Regions from separate parts of the Sus scrofa genome. Here region 1 is linked to region 2. Evidence: chromatin contacts called from public HiChIP or PLAC-seq data. All regions are on one chromosome and are shown on one strand. The core of a region is the stretch at or near the end of the contact, and the rest is flanking DNA. Distances in the headings are between cores, read along the strand shown. Region 1 has its middle 15 kb from the start of ZCCHC12. Region 2 holds the start of IL13RA1 (interleukin 13 receptor subunit alpha 1).

Region 1 (3,694 bases), core at 98-2,597, 63 kb after region 2:
TTTCTCCCCTTGCTCCTGGGGTGCATGAAAACTGGAAAAACAATGCCGGATAGCTGTTCCTCAACAGTAAAATAGTTCGGAGCCCAAACTAACAATTTTCTCAGGATGGGAGTGCGGCGCAAACTTTGAATGTGTGACGTTTGTAGTAGGTTCCTCTGTGCAACCCAAAATAAAGCTTGCCAGTCCCTGGGGCACTAATGGAAGCTAACAGACAAGCAATGAAACTCAGCCCCGAGAGGAGGCCTGGATTATCTGTGACCTTCACAGCCAAGAGCTGCTCTGTCTGCACATAGGGGTCCCGCGGAGACCAGAACTAGAGTTACAGAGGAAGAAGGCCTGTAAGTCAGGGACAATCAAACGTTGCTTGCTTGCTTGCTTGCTTGCTTTTTTTTCTTTTTTTGTCCTTTTAGGGCCACACCCACAGCATATGGAAGTTCCAAGGCTAGGGGTTACATTGGAGCTACAGCTGCCAGCCTATGCCACAGCCACAGCGACATCAGATTCAAGCCCCATCTGCAAGCTACACAGCAGCTGAGAGCAATGCCGGATCCTTAACGCACTGAGCAAGGCCAGGGATCGAACTTGAGTCCTTATGGATACTGGTCAGGTTCATTACTGCTGAGCCACAAAGGGAACTCCTATTTATTTCTTCATTTTTTTTTTCAACCAGGAATGATGCTAAAACTATGTGACATGGGCACCAACCAATCAGATCTGACACCAGCTATAATTTCTTGGTAGGGTCATACCAGTATGTACCACATCTTAGACTCAACAGATATTTATTGCGTGCCTACCATGTCCCATGCTGGACAAGTCACTTCCTTCCTCTTAGTTTCAGTCTCCTGTCCTGTGAAAAGGAGTAAGTGATCTGCAGGAGCCCCTTCAGGTCTAACATTCATAATCAGTAAAAGGGTAACTTTGAATTGTCTGGAGAACAACAATGGGAGCAGATATAGATAAATGGCAGCTGACCCAAGACTGGTAGATTTGAAAATGTTGACGAAAACAGAGGATGATTCCATGAGTTATTGTTTGACCTGAGGACTGGATGAAGAATACATTCTAAATGTCGTATCTTCATGATGTTTCCAAAGGCACTCAAGGGGAGACAAAGCTAGCTCTACCCAAAAGCTGGAGTTGGTTTTACAGCTTCGCTATTCAAGCTGCATCCCACTAGCCATCACCAACAGGCATATACAAGATACCTTTCCCGTTTGAGTCTACTCTTTGATTCTCTTTCCAGCCACTGCCAGCCTCCAAATGCTCTCTTTCAGTGGCTGGCCGTGGCTTGTCCATTCTGGCAAGGGTCCATGTTCCAGGGTTGTCCAGCTTCCTCTTTTCAGACTTGCCCTGCCTCATTTCCTCTTCCTTTTGGCCTGTGCTTCCTTTTAAGACAGTTGAGCAGTTTTTCTTTGCTAATGTAGTCAAGGAAGGGCCAGGATGTTTGCGGATTATTATTCTTGGATCAGATGTATATTACAGGGAGCCTCCCCCAAACCATGCTACCACTTCCATGGTAGATTTTTGAAAATATTTTATTATGGAAAAGTACAAATATGAAAGTAGCAAGCTTGTTAACGATGACTGACTGACCGTGTGCTCATCATCCGGCTTCAACAATTATTAACATGGGAAATATTATTTCATCTGCACCTCCACCCATTCTCTACCCTCCCCACACACAATGAATTATTTTAAAGTTAATCCCAAACGTTGTATCATTTCATCTGTATATATATGTCGGTTGGTATATATCTTTAAAAACTAACTTTTTATAAAAACCTAACTGCAATACCACTATTATACTTAAAAATTAACAGCAATTGCTCACCGTGGCCAAATATCCAATCAGTGTTCACATTTCCCCAATTGTCTCATCAATTTTTTTCTATAATTTGTTAGAATCAGGATCCAACAAGGCTCATGGTGAATTTCTGAATACCAATGCTCTGTGATATGTGGGGCAAGGATTTGGGAACAAACAATCGTTGACCCTCAAAACCATACTATGTTGACAGCTAGTAGTGCATGTGGCTCTGTCACCACAAAGTAGCTTTTTTTCCTTTCCAGATTGCTATGACTAAACATTAGTTTAGTATCCAACTGGACTCCAGAAATTCTTTATAACAGCAATGAGACATCTGTAAAAGAAGTGAAAACTCAAGTTTGGCCTTGAAATTAGAAAGTTCTTACACAACCAACACATGGTTTTCCTTGGGGGAAAAAAAACCCCTGCCCATTTGTGCATGTACACACACACACACACACACACACACACACACACATATGCGTGCCACCAAGTGCTAACTTTTAATATGTCTAGGGAATGTTTTTGCAAATGGCAGTACAAAGCATATATCTGTTGTGTTATTTTCCCCCTCAGGATAAAGAGCAACATAAGCATGTTGAAAATGTGGTGGAGTTCCCATTGTGGCTCAGCTGTTACAAACCCGACTAGTATCCAGGGGGACTTGGGTTCTCGGGTTTGATCCCTGGCCTCGCTCAGTGGGTTAGGGATCCGGCGTTGCCGTGAGCTGTGGTGTAGGTTGCAGACCCGGCTCGGATCCCGCCTTGCTGTGGCTGTGATGTGGGCTGGCGGCTACAGCGCTGAATCCACTCCTAGCCTGGAAACCTCCATATGCCTCGGGAGCGGCCCTAAAAAGACAGAAGAGGAAAAAGGAGCAATGAGATGCTGCTGTGCAGCACTGGGAACTATGTCTAGGCACAAATGATGCAGCATGAAAATGGGAGAAAAAAGAATGTATACATGTATGTGTAACTGGGTCACCATGCTGTTACGGTAGAAAAAAAATTTGTATTGGGGAAATAGCAATGAAAAAAATTTTAAAAAACAGCATAAAAAAACAAATTTCAATAAGCTCTGCCCCTCAGTATATGTACCGTAATTTACAGTAACGAAAACATAGAGCTTGTTCCCCCCGATTTTATTTTTTTATTTTTTATTTTTATTAATTTTTTTTGTCTTTGGGGCTGCACCCATGGCATATGGAGGTTCCCAGGGTAGGGATCTAATTGGAGCTGCAGCTGCCAGCCACAGCCACAGCCGTGGCAATGCTGGATCCAAGCCGAGTCTGTGGCTTGCACTACAGCTCACTGCGATGCTGGATCCTTGAAGCACTGAGCAAGGCTAGGGATTGAACTGGTGTCCTCATGGATACTGGTCGGGTTTGTTACCGCTAAGCCACAAAGGGAAATCCTGGCCTTTTAAAGTGCTCCACTTTTAAGATCAATTCTTGTTGGATCTTTGTGTGTGGTTTATATGGTATGAACTCTCTGAATTGAGAGTTCATGTTGTCATATTCAGTTTCCTGGAGTGAAACTACAGATGAGTACCATTTAAAAAAAAAAATAAAGGGAGTTCCCTTGTGGCTCAGTGGTTAACGAATCCGACTAGGAACCATGAGGTTGTGGGTTCGATCTCTGGCCTCACTCAGTGGGTTAAGGATCCGGCGTTGCCACAGCTATAGTGTAGGTCGCAGACTCGGCTCGGATCCCGCGTTGCTGTGGCTGTGGTGTCGGCTGGCAGCTACAGCTCCGATTAGACCCCTAGCCTGGGAACCTCCATATGCTACGGAAGTGGCCCTAGAAAAGGCAAAAAGACCAAAAAAATAAAATAAAATAAAATAAAATAAAAAGAATTCAAGAGTTTGTGGTGCAGTGGGTTAAGAAT
Region 2 (3,395 bases), core at 604-3,103:
GAATACGCTGGTTATTTTATATGGCAACAGTGACTTCGTAGGTGTGATTAAGTAAAGGATTTTGAGATGGGGAGATTATCATGGATTATCTAGTAGGCTCCATCTATTTTTTCCTTTAACATTAAAAAATTATATATTTTTAAAGGTTACACTTCATTTACAGTTATTATAAAATATTGGCTATATCCCCAGTGTAGACTACATCCTTGTAGCCTGTTTTATTTATTTATTTCATCTTTTGTCTTCTTAGGGCAGCACCTGAGGCATATGGGGATTCCTAGGCTAGGGGTTGAATTGGAACTGTTGCTACTGGCCTACACCACAGCTACAGCAACATGTGATCTGAGCCGCATCTTCGACCTACACCACAACTCTTGGCAACGCTGGATCCTTAACCTACTGAGTGAGGTCAGGAATACGAACCTGCATCCTCGTGGATACTAGTGGAGTTTGTTAACCACTGAGCCGCGACGGGCAACTCCCTTTGGAGCCTATTTTATACCCAATAGTTTGCACCTCCCACTCCTCCCGTCCCACTGCTAACCACTAGTTCCTTCTGGATATCTGGTAGGTGCAATCTAATTACAAGGCTTCTCAAAAAAGAAAAAGGAAGGCAGGAGGGTCAGAGTCAGAGCAGGAGATGTGCTAAGGGAAGCAGAGGTCTGAGTGGTACAGAAAGGGGCCAAGGAATGCAGTCGGCCTCCAGAAGCTGGAAAAGGCATGGAGACAGATTCTCCCTTAGAACCTCCAGAAGGAAAACAGCTCCAGCCACGCCTTGATTTTACCCTAGTGGGACTTCTGACCTCCAGAACGCTAATATAATAAAACTGGGGTGTTTTTAGTCAATTCGTGGTAATTTGTTACAGCAGCCATAGGAAACCAAGGGTTCCTCTTTTCCTCCATCCCCAGCGACATTAAGCCTCAGCCACCCACCTTCCATCTCTCTATATGTATGAAAAAGCAGTATGTAGAAAGTTGGTCGTGAGCTTTAAAAACATCCCTTTGTGGCGCAACGGGTTCGGTGGCCTCTTGGGAGCGCTAGGACGCCAGTTTGATTCCTGGCTAGACACAGCGGGTTAAGGATCCTGCGGTGCTGCAGCTGCGGCCTAGGTAGCAACTGCGACTTGGATAGGATCCCTGGCCCGGGAATTCCATATGTCGTGGGGCCGCCAAAAAAGGAAACATTTTTAAAAATCCAAGTATATAGTATGGCACTGTCGGTCATATTTACAATTTTTGCTTCCTCCCCCCCCATTATCAACAGATTTCAAATATACTTTTCATCCTGTTTACAAAGCATGCTCCCGCCACATCCCCTCCTCTGGTCTTCCAAGTCCACCCTCTGAGGTCAGACCTGGGATTACTAACTCGGGAGTCAGAGTTTAGGAAACAAGGGCTCAGAGGCCCACGTTTGGAAGCCGCGTCTCCAGACTCCCAGGCCAAGGCTCGTTCCCAGAGAAGGCCCTGCCCGGGGAGCCCGGTGGAATACAGCTCCCCCAGCACGTCCGGGGCTCCGCCGGTCTGCACGGTCCGCTCGGCTTGCAGGCGCGGGGGCCGGGCCGCGACGCGGTCGGGGAAGTTCCGTTTGGCCGGCGATCCGCCTCGGGGCGGGGGACTGGGCTGCGGCAGGGCCAGGTGTTGCGCAGCAGAAGCCGCTGCGGGAGCCACCGACGCCCCGCCCCTCCACCCGCGCCGGCCGCCAGGGGTTACCTGCGGCCGGTGGGCGGGGCGGCCCTTCCCGTCTGCGCCGGCCCCCGGCCTCCAGGGCGGCGGAGCCGGGAAGTGGGAGAGGGAGCGGAGGAGGCGGAGACTGCCGCGGCTGCTGCCCGGCCGGGCTCCGAGCGAGGGGCTGCATGGAGCGGCCGGCGCGGCTCTACGGGCTGTGGGCGCTGCTGTTCTGCGCCGGCGGCGGCGGGCTGGCCGCGCCCGCAGGTGAGTAGTGCGGCCCCTGGGGCCCGGGGCGGCGGGGGTCGCGGCCGAGAGGCCCGCCGGGCCGAGGGCGGCGGTGGGCGCCGGGGGCGGGCTCCGCGATGCCCCCGCGGCCGCCGCCGCCGCCGCCACTCGCGTGCGGCTCGAGGTGAAGGACCCAGAGCGGCGGAGGGGCCGGAGGACGTCCCTTGGCCGTCGGGAAGCGCCGAGGAGCCCGGGGCCGGACCGAAACGAGTCCGTGGCCGCGGAGTCGGGACCGGGCATGTGGCCCGTGAGCCCGGGAGGGGTTGAGGGCCCAGAAGCCCGCGGGGACGGCGACCGAGGTCCCGGCGAGCCGGGGACCCGCCGGGGCTTCTAGCGCAGCGGGTCTAGTGAGGGAGTGAGAGTTGGAGGCAACCTCTGAGGCTCCTAGTTCCTGAAGGAAAAGGACGTGAGGGTCACGGCCTCCTCTGGCGTCCAAGAAATCCAGTGGGAAACCCGGAGCAGCATCCGCGTGGATGCCTTTCTTTAATATTTTCCTTTAAAAAAAAGCAACCTTTATACTTTGGAATAATTTTCAATTTACAGAAAAGTTGCAAACATAGAGCGTTCGTGTATGCCCCTCCCCCCCCCCCGTGCGGCAATTTCAAATTAATCAACCAAGAGTTACTGTGAAAAGTGGGGGCTGATGAGTTGCTCAGGGATGGCTTTTTCCGGACCTTCTTGGTGAGGATAGTAGATCCAAAGTCGATAGGTTTTATTGTCATGTTGACACAAACGCTTCCAGTTTTGTTTATTGCAATTTCACCAGCGTGTTGTACTTTGAAACCCAAGTTGAAATGTTGATTAGGAAACCTCGCTGCCCTGTGTTGATTCAGTCAACAAAACGTGTGCAGAGCCGGCTCACTGCCAGGCTGTGTTCTAGGGGCTGAGAATGCCGCAGATGAGCAAAACAGAGTCCCTGCCCTTTGGTGCTTCTCTGCAGTTGGCAGAGTCTGAGAAAGGGGGGCGGGAGTGAAATATAAGGTATGTCAGATGGCGAGAAGTACTTTGGAGGAAAACAACGCAGAGGAGGGGGCTGCCATTGTAAATAAGGTGGAGTAGGAAGACCTCCACTGAAAAGGTGGCCTTGGAATAGAGACCTGGGGAGGTTTGAAGTTGGTCAGCTAATAATTCAAGTGAGGACTTTCCATTGTGGCTCAGCAGTAACGAACCCAACTAGTATCTGTGAGGATGTGGGTTCAATCCCGGGGCTCGCTCAGTGAGTTAAGGATCTCGCGTTGCCCTGAGCTGCTGTGTAGGTTGCAGACACTGCTCAGGGGTCCCACTTTGCTGTGGCTCTGGCGTAGGCCCTCCGCTGCAGCTCCGATTGAACCCCTGGTTTGGGAACTTCCATATGCCCCAGGGGCAGCCCTAAAAAGACAAAAATAAATAAATAAATAAATAAATAAAAATTCAAGTGCTTTTCTTGTTTAGTACTGAGCCAG

The links. HiChIP or PLAC-seq counts read pairs in DNA pulled down with a chosen protein or histone mark.
Region 1: an H3K27ac HiChIP or PLAC-seq map of alveolar macrophages shows a contact between it and region 2. The contact joins the enhancer-like site here to the promoter of IL13RA1 in region 2. A contact is called at or near these places in 1 of 5 promoter capture datasets (liver), 4 of 47 Hi-C or Micro-C datasets (embryonic fibroblasts, fibroblasts, retroperitoneal adipose tissue and 1 more) and 2 of 2 datasets of contacts at active chromatin or transcription factors (alveolar macrophages and skeletal muscle).

What each region holds. Positions count from the first base shown.
Region 1 is chrX:97,362,799-97,366,492 of Sscrofa11.1, forward strand. No RefSeq gene overlaps it. Among named protein-coding and RNA genes, the nearest start is that of ZCCHC12, 15 kb to the right of the region's middle. Within about 2 kb of position 1,348, at least 3 of the 83 cell types and tissues checked have an H3K27ac peak or open chromatin away from gene starts, as enhancers often do. A contact at or near this core is called in alveolar macrophages and retroperitoneal adipose tissue, where this site is marked.
Region 2 is chrX:97,299,107-97,302,501 of Sscrofa11.1, forward strand. It overlaps IL13RA1 (interleukin 13 receptor subunit alpha 1), which reads left to right and starts at 1,854. Exons shown (of 11, transcript NM_214341.1): 1 at 1,854-1,932. The coding sequence starts at 1,854.